2 separate regions of the Sus scrofa genome follow, and region 2 is linked to region 1. The links are chromatin contacts, called in public Hi-C maps. All regions are on one chromosome and are shown on one strand. Each heading gives the region's core, a stretch centred on a gene start, on an enhancer-like site or on the middle of the called end of the contact. The rest is flanking DNA. Distances are from core to core; before and after follow the strand shown.

Region 1 (2,934 bases), core at 143-2,642:
CTCTTCTTTCACAAGCTAAACTTGTAAAAAAAACAAATCCGACACACTCTGCTGACTACGGCACAAACATCAGACTCCTCTGCCCGAAACACGCATCGTCACCAAGGGCCCTTACACACCTCCGTTGAGCCACCTCCCACCAGCCCCCCCGGATCTTTCTTTCTAGTTGTGATTTTTTTTTGCCAAAAAATAAACAAACACACAATACCAAAACGCTACAGAACTGATTTTAAAAGGGAGGGGATAAGAGGAATTAAGATACCTGCAGCCTCCTTCCCCCACTCTGGAGGTCTGGGGTGTTGGCTGGGTTTGTGTATACATGCCTTTCCACAAGGCGATTCAGAGACAAATCTAGGTTTGTCAACCACAGGGTTGCCACTCTTACAAAAGCCCAAAGCATGACATTAAAGACTCCAGGCTATTCTGTTTTTTCCTAACTTACTATAGGGATACGCAGAAAGGACAGAGAAAGAGGAGCCTGCAGCAACCCGGTCACGACTGCATCCTCACCTAGATCAAAACCCTGGGGAACTGTTAAGCAGAAATTTCCAGAATGAAATGGGCATCTGCGTGTCCTGCCAACCTGACAACATAACCTAAAGCACTTCTGCCCCCACACAGATTTGGAAAATGATGAACACCCTCCAGAAAAGTTTGGTCGGCATTCCTCCCCACGCCTCGGTTTTAAGGGAAGCCCTAAAAGACGTCGTAGGAAAGCACCTTGCTTTATTTTATTCAGCATTGCACTAGAAAGTTGAAAATCTGAAAAAAGTAATTTCACAAGCTGAGGCGCTCCTGTGAGTGTGACTTCAAACACATCCACTATGAGGCTGCCATGTTTACTTGGACCTGCGGAGGGCAAACAATGTAACCGAGGAACCTGAAGCTGACTTCCTACCAAGCATATGAAACCTTCAAGAAACTTTGCAGGACGTGTGCGTGTTCACTAAGGCTCACGTTAATTCCCTCAGCCAGGGTGAACAATAGAAGGGAGACGATGGAAGTCGTTATTAACCAAGCGCGCCGTCTGAGTTTCCAAGTCCTTCATCGCAGCAGAGGGAGCCTTCCCTCTGCTCCTACTCTATTTGCAAGTTGTTTCCCAGATTACTGTCTGGCGTTGGAAAGCACTCGCGCGGGGAACAGGTACAGCGTCCGGCAGAACGCAGCGCGGTCGAGCCCGCCAGGTTTGGGGAAACATTCCCAGCCTTTCCAGCGGGTCAAGGAAAAGGAGGTGGCCCGGGCGCCAAAGGCTGCTGCCAATGCAACTCGCAACTTTTGAAATCAATCCTTTTTGCATCATGCAACGGATGCCACCGCTCCTCGGGTTTGCAACCCCCCACCCTTCCCCCGAGACCAATCATTGCCGCGCTCGGGCCTGCACATCGCCCCCGCCCCCTTCCCGGGCCGCACGCAGCCACCGAGCCGCTCAGGCCGCGGCTCACCGCCTCTTAAAGGGAGGGAGCCGGCCCTTAAAGGCCCCTCGCTCGCAGCGCACGGTGGAGCGCGGCGGCCCGGTTCCCGGCAGGGGCCCGCCGAGCCAGGCTGAGCCCCCGCGGCGCCCAGGCGCGGCCCAGGGTCCTCCCGCCCTCCGCCGCCTGGAGCGGCCTTTTTATTCAGGCGACGCTTAAGGGAGCCCGGCCGCGCCCGGTGCATTGTGGGAGCGGCGGAGTCCCGTTCGCGGGAGGAGGCGGAGGGCGCAAAGCGAACCGGTAAGCGCCTGGTTCAGGGAGGGGGGGCGAGACACCAAGCTTAAAGGGGAATATTCGTCCGCAGGCCCAGGGCGGCCGTGCGGATCCCCCCGCGGGCCGCCCGGGCGCCGCGGGAGCCGTGCACGGCCGGCGCTCTGCAGCGCTGCCTGGAGAGGGGCCGAGCCAGGGCTTGGTGGGGCCGCTTTAAAAAAGAAGCACCGCCCGCGCCGCCGCCGCCGCCGCGCGGGGCCGGGGAAGGAGGGAGGGAGGAGAGGGCGGGGGAGGAGTGGAGGGGGAGGGCGGCGGCGGCGACGCAGGGGTTAATTTTTTCGCCCGCCGACATTTTTGTGCTGCGGCGGCGGCGGCCCGCGCGCGCGGCGGGAGAGCCCAGCCCGGTCTCCCGGGCGCGGCGCGCGGCGCCTCCGGGCCCTCCCCACCCCCACCCCCACCCCCGCCCGCGGGGGCCGCCTGACCCCGGACGCCCCGACCTGGCCAGGCCGCGAGTCAGGGGACCCGCAGCGGCCGGTGGGCTGTGCGCGCCTCGCGCCCTCCCCGTGGCCTGGGCCGCACGGTTCCCGCCGCAGCCACCGGGACAGAGGGCGGGCGGGCATGGCCCCGCCGGCCGTCCCGCTCCGCCTCCGCCCGGCTGCGCCGCACAAAGAGCCCGGGCCCGGGTTGCCTTTAAAGGCGGCAGCCGGGGATTTAAGGTGTCCCCGCGTGCTGCACTCGGCGCTCCGGCAGCCGCCTCGACGCGTGCTTCCCCGAGGGCGCCTGGCCCCTTCGTCCACCTCGCCGCGTCCCCCCCATTGCTTATTTCCTGGGCTTAGGGACCTGGGGGGAGGTAGGTACCGGGCCGCGGCTGCCCCCTCTCCCGCCCCCACTTACCCCGGCTCTGCGACCCGCCTAGCGCCCTCGTTTGAAAAAACTTAAACGTGGCCGAGAAGGAAAGGGTTAACTGTCGTCTTTAAATATTCATGGCATTGTTTTAAAGGTGTAAACTGGCGACTTTGGGGTCCGGATCGTCTGCTTATTATGCAGAACCCCCCCCACCATTAATTACTCACTTCCCCAAGTCACCCCCTCTTCTCATCCCCTCCAAAAAATGTAGAGTTTATTTTTTTAGGGTTCGGATGGGTGATGTGTGTGATTTAAGTCTCTCGTTCCATTTGGAATTTTAAAACTCCTGAGTGCCTTCTGGGCTGAAGGTGTTTTAAACTTTTTCCCCTTAAAAGTCTGGGAAGATTTA
Region 2 (2,934 bases), core at 242-2,741, 41 kb after region 1:
GGAAGCCAAAAAGCAGTCCCTTTTCCTTTCTGCCTTGGAGAAAATGGGCAGCAGCTAGTAAATCTGAGTCCCGGCCTGCTTCTCTTCTTGACTACAGCAGTTTCACATTATATAAAGGCATCATGAAGAAATGAAAACATGTTTATGAGCTGAGATATTCTGACAGTAACTCTTTAAAAGAAATAAGAAATGAGAGAGGGAAAAAAAACGAGATACAAAGTCAGCTATCTGTAGATATTGGATGGAAAAGAGATCTTACAGAAAGAATTTCTAGTTCTTGTTTTGTTTTGTTTTTGTCTTTTTGCCACTTCTTAGGCCGCTCCTGTGGCACATGGAGGTTCCCAGGTTAGGGGTCGAATTGGAGCTGTAGCCACCGGCCTATGACAGAGCCACAGCTACGCGGTATCCGAGCTGAGTCTGCAACCTACACCACAGCTCACGGCAACCCCAGATCCTTAACCCACTGAGCAAGGTCAGGGATCGAACCCACAACCTCATGGTTCCTAGTCGGATTCATTAACCACTGAGCCACAACGGGAACTCCAGAATTTCTAGTTCTTACAGACACTATGGAAAACAGTACAAAGGTACCTCAAAAAATTAAAAATATAACTACCCTATGATCCAGCAATCCCAATTTGAGGTACTTATGCAAATAAACTGAAATCTGGATTTTTGAAGAGATACCTACACACCCATTTCACTGCAGCATTATTACAATAGCCAAGATATGGAAACAACCTATATGTCCAGGATGGATGAATGGATAAGGAAGATGGGGTATATACATACAAAGGAATGTTATTCAACCTTAAGAAAGAAGAAAATCCTGCCATCTGCAACAACATGCCAAAACCCTGAGGGCATTCTGCTGAGTGAAATAAGCTAATCCCAGAAGGACAAATACCACCTGATACCACTTGTACGTGGTATCTAAGAGTCCAACTTGGAGTTCCCATTGTGGCACAGCAGAAATAAATCTGAATGGGAACCGTGAAGTTGCGGGTTCGATCCCTGGCCTTGCTCAGTGGGTTAAGGATCTGCTGTTGCCGTGAGCTGTGGTGTAGGTTGCAGACGAGGCTCAGATCCTGTGTTGCTGTGGCTGTGGTGTGGGCCCGCAGCTATAGCTCCAATTTGACCCCTAGCCTGGGAACCTCCATATGCTGTGGGTGTGGCCCTAAAAAGCAAAAAAGTATAAAAGAGTCAAACTTGGAGTTCCCTCATGGTGCAGCAGGTTAAGGATCTGGTGGTGTCACTGCAGCAGCTTAGGTCCTGCTGGGGCACAGGTTCCATCCCTGGTCTGGGAACTTCGACATGCCACCAGCGCCTCCTAATAATAATAATAATAATAATAAAGAGAGTCAAACTCATGGAAGCATGGAGGAGGATGGCTGCTGGGGGCTGAGCGGGAATGGGAGAGGTGGGGGGTGGAGAGATGAGTCCAAGGGTACAAAGTTTCAGTGTCAGCTACACGCACTCTGCTGTGTTGTGTATTTCTAGAGCTGTTTATCCTGCTGACACTGCTTCATTGCATATTAAAAATTTGCTAAGGGGGTGGATCTTCTGTCCTGTCCTTATTTCCCTGCCCCACCTTCTTCCCCCCCAGGCCTCAAAGAGATAGAGTATGGGAGAAAATTGAGAGGTGATGGTTTCCCATTACACATCTCCAAACCCATCAAATTGTTAAAAAAACAAAAAACAAAACCAACAAAAAACTAGCTTCTTTAGAAAATTTATTTATTTGTCTTTTTCAGGCCATGCCCAAGGCACATGGAATTTCCCAGGCTAGGAGTCGAATCAGAGCTTCAGCTGCCTACACCACAGCTCACAGCAACACCAGATCCTTAATCCACTCAGCAAGGCCAGGGATCAAACTTGCACCCTCATGGATACTAGTCAGGCTTGTTACCTCTAAACCATGATGAGGGGGATTCCAAGAAATTTAAAATTATACTAGACCATGGTTTAGACATTTCATGGAGTCATTTACTTCCTACACTTTTTAAAAAAATGACCAGCCAAACCGAAACTGACAGCACTTATGACTTGAACCGGATTGGGACTTAAACCCACAGTTTTTAAATTAGAATCACTCACCTGGTGCCTGAATTTACTGAGGTTCATGAACTTTGCGCATCAGCACAGAAGGAATTCAGCAAGTGACAAAGTGACAGGCAAGAAGTAGATTTGTTAAGATAGGATGCTTGTGGAGTTCCCGTCGTGGCGCAGTGGTTAACGAATCCGACTAGGAACCATGAGGTTGCGGGTTCAGTCCCTGCCCTTGCTCAGTGGGTTAACGATCTGGCGTTGCCGTGAGCTGTGGTGTAGGTTGCAGACTCGGCTCGGATCCCGCGTTGCTGTGGCTCTGGCGTAGGCCGGTGGCTACAGCTCCGATTCAACCCCTAGCCTGGGAACCTCCATATGCCTCGGGAGCGGCCCAGGAAATAGCAACAACAACAACAACAACAACAAAAAGACAAAAGACAAAAAAAAAAAAAAAAAAAAAAAAAAAAGATAGGATGCTTGTGAGAGATGCAAGCAGGTGGCCAAGGAGGTTCTGCCCTGAGGATTATGTGGGCTACAGTTTTATGATCCAAGGGGAGGGGCGGCTGGGTGGAAGGGGTGGGGAGACATCTCTTTTCTTTCTTAAAGGGTAATAACTTCTCCTTGTTATCCAGTAAAAGAGTATTTGACCCTATAAGGTCAAACTAGGACTCGGTGCTTCATGGTGCTTATTCAAATCAGCGGTAGGGTGGTCTTTAAACTCCTGCCCTTGGTCTGAACCTGAATGTGCGTCTCACCCCATCCCATGCACAATAAATAACCTGAGGCAAATCTTGTGCCTCCACTAGTCAAGCAAGCCTGCCTCATTCTGACGGCTCTCTTGAGCAATTATTAATTTACAGTGATCTCCCAAAGTTCCAGAGGTCTCCC

Evidence for each region. Hi-C and Micro-C count contacts between places; a contact is called where the count stands out from the background.
Region 2: a Hi-C map of liver shows a contact between it and region 1, with 2.1 times the contacts expected there. The contact joins the enhancer-like site here to the promoter of SEPHS1 in region 1. A contact is called at or near these places in 4 of 47 Hi-C or Micro-C datasets (embryonic fibroblasts, epiblast stem cells, heart right ventricle and 1 more) and 1 of 2 datasets of contacts at active chromatin or transcription factors (alveolar macrophages).

What each region holds. Positions count from the first base shown.
Region 1 is chr10:48,357,987-48,360,920 of Sscrofa11.1, forward strand. It overlaps SEPHS1 (selenide, water dikinase 1), which reads left to right and starts at 1,393. Exons shown (of 9, transcript XM_021064859.1): 1 at 1,393-1,709.
Region 2 is chr10:48,398,575-48,401,508 of Sscrofa11.1, forward strand. No RefSeq gene overlaps it. Among named protein-coding and RNA genes, the nearest start is that of PHYH, 10 kb to the right of the region's middle. Within about 2 kb of position 1,492, at least 1 of the 83 cell types and tissues checked has an H3K27ac peak or open chromatin away from gene starts, as enhancers often do. A contact at or near this core is called in liver, where this site is marked.